Linked DNA regions of Pan troglodytes: all the other regions are linked to region 1. Evidence: chromatin contacts called from public Hi-C and HiChIP or PLAC-seq data. All regions are on one chromosome and are shown on one strand. The core of a region is the stretch at or near the end of the contact, and the rest is flanking DNA. Distances in the headings are between cores, read along the strand shown.

What was found. Hi-C and Micro-C count contacts between places; a contact is called where the count stands out from the background. HiChIP or PLAC-seq counts read pairs in DNA pulled down with a chosen protein or histone mark.
Region 2: an H3K4me3 HiChIP or PLAC-seq map of stem cell-derived excitatory neurons shows a contact between it and region 1, with 8 times the contacts expected there. The contact joins the promoter of PINX1 here to the promoter of MTMR9 in region 1. A contact is called at or near these places in 1 of 7 Hi-C or Micro-C datasets (stem cell-derived neural progenitor cells) and 1 of 1 datasets of contacts at active chromatin or transcription factors (stem cell-derived excitatory neurons).
Region 3: a Hi-C map of stem cell-derived neural progenitor cells shows a contact between it and region 1, with 2.8 times the contacts expected there. The contact joins the enhancer-like site here to the promoter of MTMR9 in region 1. A contact is called at or near these places in 1 of 7 Hi-C or Micro-C datasets (stem cell-derived neural progenitor cells) and 1 of 1 datasets of contacts at active chromatin or transcription factors (stem cell-derived excitatory neurons).

What each region holds. Positions count from the first base shown.
Region 1 is chr7:17,275,134-17,278,921 of NHGRI_mPanTro3-v2.0_pri, forward strand. MTMR9 (myotubularin related protein 9) reads left to right here and starts at 1,982. Exons shown (of 12, transcript XR_010159158.1): 1 at 1,982-2,579.
Region 2 is chr7:16,827,445-16,831,232 of NHGRI_mPanTro3-v2.0_pri, forward strand. It overlaps PINX1 (PIN2 (TERF1) interacting telomerase inhibitor 1), which reads right to left and starts at 2,066. Exons shown (of 7, transcript XM_054656525.2): 1 at 1,746-2,066. The coding sequence starts at 1,995. LOC101059533 (a long non-coding RNA gene) reads left to right here and starts at 2,355. Exons shown (of 4, transcript XR_001720022.3): 1 at 2,355-2,443; 2 at 2,932-2,999.
Region 3 is chr7:17,004,797-17,008,584 of NHGRI_mPanTro3-v2.0_pri, forward strand. All of the region lies in intron 1 of XKR6 (XK related 6), which reads right to left. Among named protein-coding and RNA genes, the nearest start is that of MIR598, 18 kb to the right of the region's middle. Within about 2 kb of position 1,970, at least 17 of the 24 cell types and tissues checked have an H3K27ac peak or open chromatin away from gene starts, as enhancers often do. A contact at or near this core is called in stem cell-derived neural progenitor cells, where this site is marked.

The sequences.
Region 1 (3,788 bases), core at 732-3,231:
GTGGCCAAGCGAAAATGTGAACCCAGCTAGTGGGCCCACCTTCACAGTACTTAGACTGTGCATCCTTTAAAGTGCCCTTAACTAGGGATGGTTTCCATGAAAAGCATACAGGTTTTCTAAATGATGCAGTTTGGTTAACTGCATAGCCTACATGATTGTGTGAGGGTTAATTTCTGGGGTGTGGTTGCACTGAAGACTTCAAGTTCCCACGACCTGAACAGAATTTTGGCTTCTTTCAATACAAAGCGGCATCTGGAATTTTAGCTCTGTGTATGTTGATGTTGGGCCCCTAATGGGTTTCTGTGGGAATGCACCCTCAAAAAGGTTGCTCTGATTGGACTGGAGAGGGTTTACTGCTCATCCTGTCATTTTAACCTTTGTCATTTCCATACTTTTGAAGTCTTATAAGTCATCCAGATTCATTAATTCAAAGGGAGTTCCTCCCTGGTAGTTGGAATGATAGGTCATTTTTTTCAAGGACCCAAGATCGGGCTGGGATAGGGATGGCAGTGTATCTGGATGAAGATGGGAGATAAACAAAGCCAACAGTCCTTTGCCAGAGCTGAGCTGGTGGTATTTAACAGTCTTTGCATTAAATTTAAAGTTCTTAATAAATACCCAGAATCTATTAATTGCCAGAGGGGTAAAGTGAAGCTCTGTTGTAAAATAAGGCTGATTCCCAGTATGCGGTGTCCCTGTGTATACTGGGTGTATACTGGGTGTCCCTGTGTATACTGGGTGACCATCATGGAACAAAAAAAAAATACTTATTTGCTATTTTGTTCTATAGAATAGGAACTTCAGGGGGTGGATACCTATGCTGTCAGGAATGCTAGTTATAAAAATGAATTAAAACACTTCATATATTACAAAGGAAGTGATTCCATCTATTTGGACGAAAGCAATTAAACTGCAAAAATATAAAAAATGGCAACTATTATCCAGTCTACAGTAACTATGCAACAAAGACACCAAGGAAAGTTGGTAGGCATTTACGTATCTCACTTAAAACAAGTCTATAGAGTGATTTATTTTAAGAAGGGTACATTTTAAGAAGGGCAAAATCAAAAGCATGGACAAGTGTTGGATGAGCTGATGAGGTTGTGGCAATTTACTTTGTGAATACTGTGAGAGTTTGTCCAACTCGCTGTGCTTAGGTACTAGATGGTGAGGATTTAAAAGGTCAGTGAAGTCACAGCAGACCAGCACTCAAACATATTTCTCTTCTATTTCCTACTTTTGAATAAAAATGTCAGAAGTGGGCGGTGGGAAAGGAACAAGCAAAGGAGTAATTATTTTAATAAATTTTTGGCGAAACGTGGGTGTCTGACGGGGAGGCTGTGCGGTGGTGACCAACGCACCCATGCGCTGGGTTTCACAGATGCAGACTGAAGTCCAGGCTCTGCTGATTAACGGGGTGGCCGCCAGCAAGTCAAGTGACTTGCTCTTTTGTGCACTGCATCTACTTGGGTTCCTCTCACAGGTATTCCTGTTTTTCCTCTTTCTTGCTCCAGGTTACACTTCGTGGCGCGGCGCTCTCGGGGAGCCTGTGGAGTGGCCCTGTGTCCCTCCCTGACCCCTGGAGGATTCCGTAAGGTCACAGTCACCGCCTCCATCCCATACTTGCCATCTCTTCAGGGCTAATGCATAACAATTATCACAATTTACAGCAGCCCCACGCTCTGAAGAGCTTCTGGAGGGGATACTACTCAAGCGGAGGAAGGCAAGACAGGGACCTCCTCCCTCTTCCCGGACCTCTTCTGATAAGGAATATTTGTAGGTGGTTAAGAAGGGCAGCGGGAGGGCGTGAAGGCAAAGACAAGCTTTTTTTCTCGTAGGAACACAAATCTTCTGGTCTGGCTGTGTTTCCGGAGGCATTTCCAGAGGACCTAGCGAGGACCAACTTCCGGCGGCGACTTCCGCGTCTTCCGAGTTTCGAGACCTGCTGCTTCCGCCCGGAGTTGTTGTGGGCTCCAGCAGCGAGTAGCCACTTCCGCCAGGAGTCCCTAGCGGCCAGGGCGTGGAAGCGGATCCTGAAGCGGTTTCTCCTACTGCCCTCCGCTTGCCAACGCGGGACCCGTAGCCCAACGGCAGCGGCGGTCCTTGGGCCTGTGGAGAGGGGTTCTCTGTGGCCGAGTCCTAAGCCTGGGGAACCGGGCGGTGCGGGAGAGGCGCCTGGGCCTCGCCCAGCCCCAGCCCCTGTCTCCCCGCGGCCGGTGCCGGCGGCTGTAGGCCTCGCCGCGCCCACCCAGATTGGGGCGGGCCCAGCCTCACCGCCCGGCCCGCCCCGCCCCACAGGCCAGCCCCGCGCCGGGTGTTTCCGCTACTCTCCCTGCGGCGGGGTAACCGCCTCGCACCTACCGGGCTCGGTTCCCTGGCTTCGGCCGCGCGGGGAGCATGGAGTTTGCGGAGCTGATTAAGACCCCGCGGGTGGACAATGTGGTGCTGCACCGGCCTTTCTACCCGGCTGTCGAGGGCACCCTGTGCCTGACGGGCCACCACTTGATCCTGTCCTCCCGGCAGGACAACACGGAGGAGCTGTGGCTCCTCCATTCAAACATCGACGCCATCGACAAGCGGTGAGTGCCCGCCCCACCCCAGCTCCGCAGGGAGCCGGGGGTCCCTTGTGGGCGCCCCGGGAAATACTTCCTGGCGTTTTCCGCGCAGCCTGCCGCCCAGCTAGCCGGCAAGATGAGCCCTCTGTGGCCTAGAATCAGGATTTACCAAGCTGAAACCCGTCCAGATGGAGGACCGCGTTTCCATTAAACCTGGATGGAGTTCTCAGGGTTATCGTGTGGCTGGTACCATCCTGATGATCATTTCTGGTTCGTAACACCATTTGGGTGGATTTTCGGCATTGTCTTTATAAATTTCTTCTTCTTCTTGCCCCATCGTATTCCTTGAATCGGTATTGTCAATCACAGTTCATGAAGTTGTGATTGGATGTGATTTAGGTAAAGTCTTTACCATTTTTGAGGAAAACTAAACAGATTATAAAGTTATGAGTGTCTACATACTACGGAACCATTTTTTTAATTTCTGAAAAATGTTCAGTGTATCATATTTCTTATTTCTTACCTTCTGGGTCATCAAAATTTAATTCTCACTAAGGGAGATTCTGATGTCTTCTCTTCATTTTTACTCAGTTCTGCTTGCTGAAAGAACACGGTTGGCTCTCAAGGAAAGGCATGGACCAGTTAACCTCTTTTTTCTTTTTGTACTCCAGACTTTATCTTTCCAAGGCAGTGCCTCGAAGTCAAAAAGTTATACTTTCATCTGCATTCAAAATTCCCATCTCCTTAGTGGCTACTCGCTAGCCAGGAGAGGGCAAACTGATTATCCGTTTTACACAGAAGTATAAATGAATGACGACAACATTTTCTATTGCCTCACAGGATAATTTGGATATTAGGAAGATTCCTACAGAGGATATGCCTTAAAATAATAATCTCTTTCTTTCTTTCTTTCTTTTTTTTTTTGAGACGAAATCTCACTGTATTGCCCAGGCTGGAGTGCAGTGGCCAATCTCGGCTCACTGCAACCTCCACCTCCCAGGTTCTAGCGATTCTTCTGTCTCAGCCTCCCGAGTAGCTGGGATTACAGGTACGCGCCACCAGGTACCCGGCTAATTTTTGTATTTTTTAGTAGAGATGGGGTTTCAACATATTGACCAGGCTGGTCTTGAACTCCTGACCTCGCAATCCTCCCGCCTAGGCCTCCCACAGTTCTGGGATTACAGGCGTGAGCCACTGCGCCTGGCCTAAAATAATAATTTCTAATGGTAGAAT
Region 2 (3,788 bases), core at 816-3,315, 450 kb before region 1:
TCCTCTAGCAAGTACTCCTATGTGGAGATCTAACTGTAAATGGGTCTGTCGGGATACTTTTGGGGCAAATCCAATAGAAACCATCCACACAACAGCTCAATACCACATGACTTATGCGAGGATCCCATTTACTCTAAAGGGAGTGTTGAGTCCCAAGAGCCAGAGGCAGAAGTTTTAAACAATCTCTCAAAATTCAGAGGTTGATCAGAAGGAGAGTATTGTTACACTAAATTAAATTTGGCCTGAGGAGGCCTCCGTACTTGAGTCCTTACATAACGAACTACAACCTACGTTAGAACTTAAAGGAAGCGAAAGCCTACCGTAGGAGTATACTCTTATAACATATAAGTGAGCCTCAATCCATTACAGCAGCTAGGCTTCAATCACAGGCAGCCAGCTGATTCAAATAAGGCAAATCAGAGCGGTAACCCTAACCAAGTTGTCGCTGTACCTCACTTCCGTTTACTGTCCATAAATACTGCCTGACGACATAGCAGACTGGAGTTCTTAGAACCCGTTCTAGTTCTGAAGGCTGCCCAATTCTTGAATCATTCTTTGCTCAATCAAACTCTGTATAATTTGTCTAAGGTTTTTCTTCTTAACACCAATCCTAAGTATCTAATTACAGAAGATGCTATACCCATTTAGCAAATTATGAAAAAAAACACAAAAATATTACATATTATAATGACAAGGATTTGACAATTTGGAATAACGTTGGGAAGAGGAGAACTGAAAACACTCTTGAAATCATGTAATCTGAATTACTGATGTCTACAAATAGCATTTTACACCTCTATATTTCAGACTTTTCAAACTATGTTCATGTTCACCATCTCACTGATTTAAGGCCACCTAGGGATAAAAATATTAAGAGAAGATTTTGTGGCCTCACAAACACTGATCAAAGGAACAGACATAAATGAATAGCAGAACTAGGGCCAAAGTCGCCAAGTGCATGCTGAATTAAGCAAACATCAAAGAATACGAAAACCAGAAGAGATCTTAGCTATCTAGGCTCTAACCCTGACTCCTCATTTTTTACTGGTGAAAAAATAGAACCGACGGGTTCAGTCTAAAACATACTCATTTCTATGGGTCTCCGCTGGTCTTACGGGGAAGAACATAAAGATACAGAGATAACTGGATCAATTTTGCCATTTTCTAGCTCAATGACTAGGGGCAAATTATTTTCCTTTGAACGTCAATTTCTGCCCCTGTAAAATCGGGATGGTGCCTGACCCATTTCGTTTTGTGCTCCTAAGTCCTCCACCCTCTTAGAAAAGAGAGTGCTAACAGCACTTATTTCACAAAATCCCTGTGCTGGTCTGCTTGATCTGTTAAATAAGCTGTTTCTGTTCTTTGCTCACTATACAACTCGCCAAGCAGGACCCGCTTTTCAGGATCAAAGCATGACTGCCATCTGGCGGCAAGCGACCTTCGCTACAGGTACAATTCAGAAGTTCAGCAGCCTCTCCAGAGACAGGGGTTTCACCGACTCCACCAAGTGAAGATAAATGTCAAAGGTAAACAGGCAGGACGGGGCGCTGTGGCCAACTAATAAGGTCAAAAACGCCAGTCTCACTTAGAATTACACATTAGCCCTGCACTCCCTCGCTAAGTGGCTGACGTCCCATATTTGAGACTTCTAACTCCTTTGCTTTTTCTTTTTCTGGGTCCAAGACATCTTGGACAATGTGATTACAGTTTGAAGTGATCCTTCTGCTCAACCTTCTCTTTTTAACCTGAGGAAGCTGAGGTCCGGGTGGGGAGAAGCAACCAGTCCGGGACCCCACAAAGGGCGGCGGCGGGGCCAGTCCCGGGACCCGGTGTTCTGACCCACTTCGCACGCGCCCCAGGGTGATTCTGAGGACGGCGTCTCCGGGAGACACTTGCGGTCTCTCTCACTAGCAGACCTGCGGCCAACTTTCGGGGAGCTCTGCGGCGAGCAGGACAATCAGAGCCGGGCTCGGCTCCCCGGTCCCCCGATCCCATGCGCCAGGCGCGCCGGCAACCCGAGCTCCCAGCCACTCCGGGCTGCCGTGCGCGTCACCCGGCATCTTCACCACCGCGCCTGGGTCGGGCCTCCGCTTCCGACACTCACGTTCAGCCAGCATAGACATGTCGGAGAGCCTGTGATACCGCCGCCTCTGGACCTGGGTGACTGCGGCCACTGGGCGGGCTGGAGACTCCAGGAGAATCAGGACGTGCGTAACTCCCTCGCCGGCGGACTGCAGCAGACGGGGCGCGTGCTGGTGACGTCAGTAGCGCGCGACTCGCTCCTCGAGCACGCGGCGGCGAGGGGGCGGAGCAGGGCGGGGCAACCTGGGGAGGTGACGGGACAAAGAGGGACTGAGGGGGCGGTGGCCGCCCTGCGGGAGGTGGAGAAAGGAGTACGTATTCGCTCATTGGCTAGAGTGAGTGTGCGTACTAAGCGATTGATGTGAGTAAAGCCCGCCTGGGCGTGTCTGCCGCGGAGCATAAGCTCACGTGGATTACCTGTAGGGTCTCCATCAGGAAGCCCTAGGTGCCGGCAAGAAGGGTAGTGGAAAGACGTGACCTGCCCTCAAGCAGCTCAGCCTCACGGGGAAAAGAAATGTGTAAAGAGCTGAACTTAGGGTCATGGATGTTGTATGGACAAGGAGTTTGAAAAACTTGGCTGGAGGGGAGGACTTTGCATTGTAATGTCCCATCTCTTCCTCGTACCCTACCTCTGCTTTCTGAGATAGATAAACAAATGGATGATAGATAGACAAATAGATAGATAGATAGATGATAGATAGATAGTAGATAGATATCAGAAGATAGGTCTGCTATCTATCGGTTTTTTTGTGGGACCCCACACAAAATAGTTGTGGGGAAAATGTTACCTCTTTAAATAATGGGATGCCTTCATCAAGGCAAAGGTTTTATTTATTTTCTCCACCACAGTGCACACACTGGAAGGATGCCTTTATTGTATCCATTTCTGTATTCGTACCAGCACCTCGCAAAATAATGTAAGTATGGTAAGGCTCCATAGATGTTTGCAAAATTTAATTCAAGTGTCCCTGTCTCCAGGGGAGTTCTAATAAGCTCCTAGCTATAACACTTTTAAGTATGGTAAAGACATGTTTTTGGGTGAGTGACTCTCCAGTAAACTTCAGGTGACAGTGCACACAGAAGCCTTTCCTACATAAAAGGAAGGTAAAAAGAGCACCACTCAGGTGCCAAGAAAAGCAATTGAAGGACTAGATTCTTGTTTACAATGAAATTCTCCCTTTAACTAGGAATCTGGATGAAAAAGGTAAACCCTAGTTTCATAAAAGTTAGAAGAAACACAAAAGGATGCTTATAGCTATCAGTGAATACTGAGGGGGTGAGGGGAGGCAAGTGAATGGAATTTTCCCAGCCAAGGCAGGAAAGCTGTGACATTGTGACATAGGGAACAAGGTTAAAAGTAGGGCACTGGACTCAGGAAGGCAGGATCACAAAAATCTTAGGATAATTAGCAGATCTATTTGATTATGCCAGAGAGCGTGGAAGGTAGTTATATAGAATGGAGAATACTGAATTAGTCGGAAATCAGAGTTTTTCAAGCACCTCCTGTGTTGGTATATGATTTCAGAAAGGTAATTTTGTCTCTAAGATGGTCAAGAAGATCGAAGCAGACATTTATGGCCTGTTGCCATGGTTCAGGTGGTAAATGGTTAGTTATCATTGGATCTTCTGTTACAATGAGGTGTCTCCTGGAAATGCTCAGTTAGAGGCCACAGAGGAATATTGTAGAAGGGACTCTGCCTTTTGGT
Region 3 (3,788 bases), core at 720-3,219, 270 kb before region 1:
CCTCCCCTTTCCTATGGGTTCCCTCCTGGAGGCCAGGAGGTGCAGGCAGGTTCCCCCAACAGCTTTTCAGCAGCACCTTCCCAGGTTTAGTCTCAGCTCAAAGTCTTCCCTGGGGGAAAGGAAAGGCAATTTGCTAACAAAATGTAGGTCCCATGATTGAGGATCACTCAACACAGATATGGGGCAAAGCCTTTGCCTCATGGGTAACAGCGTGGATCCTCTGTTAGTCATAAGACCCAGAAGACCGTGAGAAAAAGCCCTTTTGGGACCTCCGGGTCCCCAAACCTCAGCATCCCGCAACATACCCATGTAACAAACCTGCACGCGTACCCCCTGAATCCAAAATTAATAATGAAAAACATGAATCCAAGACAAGATGGACCCACACTGCTGCCCCTCCACTGTCTCAGAGGGAAAAGCTATGTCTTCATCAGAAGGTTATCCAAATTCCAAATCATCTTCAGCCACAGGCAAAACGCAGATGGAACTTGCCAACAAGATGCTGAGCCGAAGAAGCAGACGTGAGAGGACAGGGACTGATGATTCTGTTCCCTCAGATTCCCAGAACAGACAAAACTCATCTACGATCAGGGAAGCCGGGGCCTGGGTTGGGAGGAGGCGCTTGGGGGCGCCTCTGATCGCGTGATATGGGTGCCCTGCATCTGGCCGTGTTCACTCGGGAAATGCTGTGAGCTGCACTTTTTTTTTTTTTTTTTTAAGTAACCCAAATTCTTTTAGTTCCAATTTCAACTTCCTTAGCATTGCTCTGAAATCCTCTCATGCTGCACTTTTATTTTTACTCTTCTGAGCACATCCGGGATGCCCAACTCTCTGGAAAGAGGGATTAATTTTTTTTTTCGGTCCAGATTTTTGAGATTATTTAGGAAAGGTTTAGGGCAAGGAGAATATTTATAGCAACAAGGACGTGTCTAAACGCACTGGAGGCTTCTTTGCCCGGAACTCCCACATCTGCTAGAAACCACCCCCCACCCCCACCTCGGGGAGGGACCCTGAAGAGAGTTAGGGGAAGAAGGAGGAGAGGGGGACGCTGGCAGAGAAAGCCGGCCAGGTCTGACCGAGGGGATGAGTGTCTGAAGCCAGGGGGCTCTGGGCTTCTCCGGCCTCAGGCAGGAAGCGGGGCTGGCTGCGGTCGGGACCCAGCGCCCCCCAGGCCCTCCAAAGACTGGTTGAGCTCAGAACCAGAAGGAGCGAGGGAGCAGAGAAAGCCGGGGGCGGGCTCGGGGTAAGACAGGAAGGGAGTGAGATGAAGGTGAGAAGTGGGAGGGGAAGGAGGGAAACCGAGAGGAATTGAGGGTGGGCTCGGCGTATCTAGAGCAGTCCGCGGAGGACGCTGAGGCTCGCCGGGGAAGTGCTGTGCCCGAGGCGCCCCAAAGGTGGGCGGCGGTGCCAGCTCAGACCCACGCCTCTCTCCAAGTCCCGACTCCTGCGGACTCGGCTGCAGGCGGGGTCCATGAGGGCGGGCAGCAGAGCTCAGACGATCCGGCTCGGTTTGGTCAGCAGACCCCCGGTAACGCCCCGCACCGTCGGCGATCCCTGCCCTCTTCCACTGCGCCCCCACAAGCCCCGAGCTCGCCCGTCCTTCCCCCCGGCGCTCCGCTCTGTGGCCCCCTCGCATCCCACCGTGGGGGTGCAGCTCCCCTGGCACAGCCCGACGGTGGGAGAGGGCGGCCAGCTGGACTAAAAGCCCCGTCCCCGGGCGGGACCTTCCTCCCCGCACCCTGACGCGGCGGTTTGCCGGGGGCCTCTGCGTCCCTCTGCCCCGCGCCCTGGATGGGGAGGGTCTGGGCTCCGCGCCGCGAGGCAGCGCGACGGCTGCGGGCGACTTGGCGTGCGGTGCTGAGGACCCTGGGGGAGTGTGCGCTGGGACGCCGGGGACTCGGGGTCCTAGTGCCACCGGACGCAGGGGGAGTAGCGCAGGTCTGGGGGCGGGGTCTCTCGAGGCGCAGACAACAAGCTAGATCCTGAGCCCTCTGCTTCAAAGCGGGTAGCGCCTTCGCCCACGCCTTCCCTCCCACCATCCCTGCCTGGCTGCCACCCGGAAGTCCCCGTCCGCGCCCCGACAGCGCCGCCCTCCGGCTGGCTGCAGCGCGGGCCCTCGGTAGGGGGCGTTCCAAGGCCCCGCCTCCTCGTCACTGCCACGGATGACGACACCCCAGGCCCCCGGCCCCGCCTCCGCCTCTGCCTCCGCGGCCAGCACTGGGGAGCGTCCTGGCCTGCGCTTGCTCCCCAACCCCTCCTTGCCCCGCTCTGAGCCGGCGCGTCCTTGCTCTCCCACCACTCTTCTCTCTCGGGCCAGCCGAGCCTAAAAGGCCTCTCCTCTTCTGTTTTTCCAGTTCCCTCCTCAATTTCACCTCCTCGGAGACCCTCCACCACTCAGATCTTCAGCGAGCAAGTCACCTTTCCTTTAGATAGACAGACAGGTTAGAGATAGATTAGAGAGATTAGATAGAGATTAGATGGATAGATTAGATAGACTGATAAGATGAAAGATGTAGATGGTAGAGATTTGCATACATATGGATAGATACATATGGATAGATCATAGATAGATGGATGATTGATGCGATGTGGATGATAGATGGTTGGATAAAGATGATAGTTATAGATGATAAAAAGGCATAGATGATAGATACATATAGATGACAGAGATAGATAGAGATGATATATAACATTGTAACACGTATAGATAGGCCACAGATAGGTAGGCAGTAGGTAGATAGGAGGTAGATGGATGGATATGCGTATAGATATAGGTATATGTCCTGAAGGGACAACCCGGACCCCAGGCTGGCCAGGACAGTACCCAGGCTTTGGCAACCTCCTCAATAGACACGAAGCTGCAGGTTTTCAGCTGCTTACGCCGGGCAAACTGTAAAGTGCTTTAAATCCCTGGAACTAACCACAACGGCAGCTTAGCCTGGAAACTCAAGTGCTGGCTGCAGGCAGTTTGAGCGCAGCTCCAGGGCTGCAAGGTTGCCTGCAAGTAACACGACATTTGTTCATTCTTTCAAGCATCTGCTGAGCCTGTTGCAGCTGCCTGTGGCTGGGTTCCGGCACTCAGAGACCCTGGGCCTGCTCGAGAGGGGCTGACATTATGGTGGGCATCAGAGACACCCACACAGAGCCTCACTTGATCCATGTGGCAGTGCCCTGGGAGAGGACAGGGAGGGGTGCTGGGAAACACGAGAGGGGCAGGCATTTGACCTGGGTCCTGAGGACAGGCTGAGGTTCGCAGAAGAAGAAAAACCACATCAGTCAGAGGCACCAGTAGGTGCCCATCGGAATAGAGGGCCTGGTTCCTCCTGGGCCAGGAAGCAGTTTTGTGGGGCTGGATCCCCAGATCCTGAGACGACAGTGGGTGCTGGGGTGTAGCTTGTGCTCAGAGAGGAGGAAAGCTGGCTGAGGCCAGGTTGAGAGGGATTCTGAGAGCCCATCTATTTCTCCTGTTCCCATCTCCTCTGTTATACCTGTCCCCAGGCGCCTGAAATGACAAAGGTGCACAACCCCGGTCCTCTGGGCCTGGACTTCAAACCTATACACATGTGACAATCCCCGAGTTAGACAGCCCTCCTTCAGGAGCAGCTCTGGATGTCAAAGGGTTACGCTGCTGTCAGCAGCCCCTCCCTCTGTCTGACCTGAATCCCCCCACCCACCCAGGGACAGCCTCCCCCTCAGGGTGACTCAGCCCCTGACTCCCAACTCCCTCCCTGCCATCAGCTAAGACTGTAACTGGTTACCATAGCGACCTCAAGAAGCCCGGTTCATAC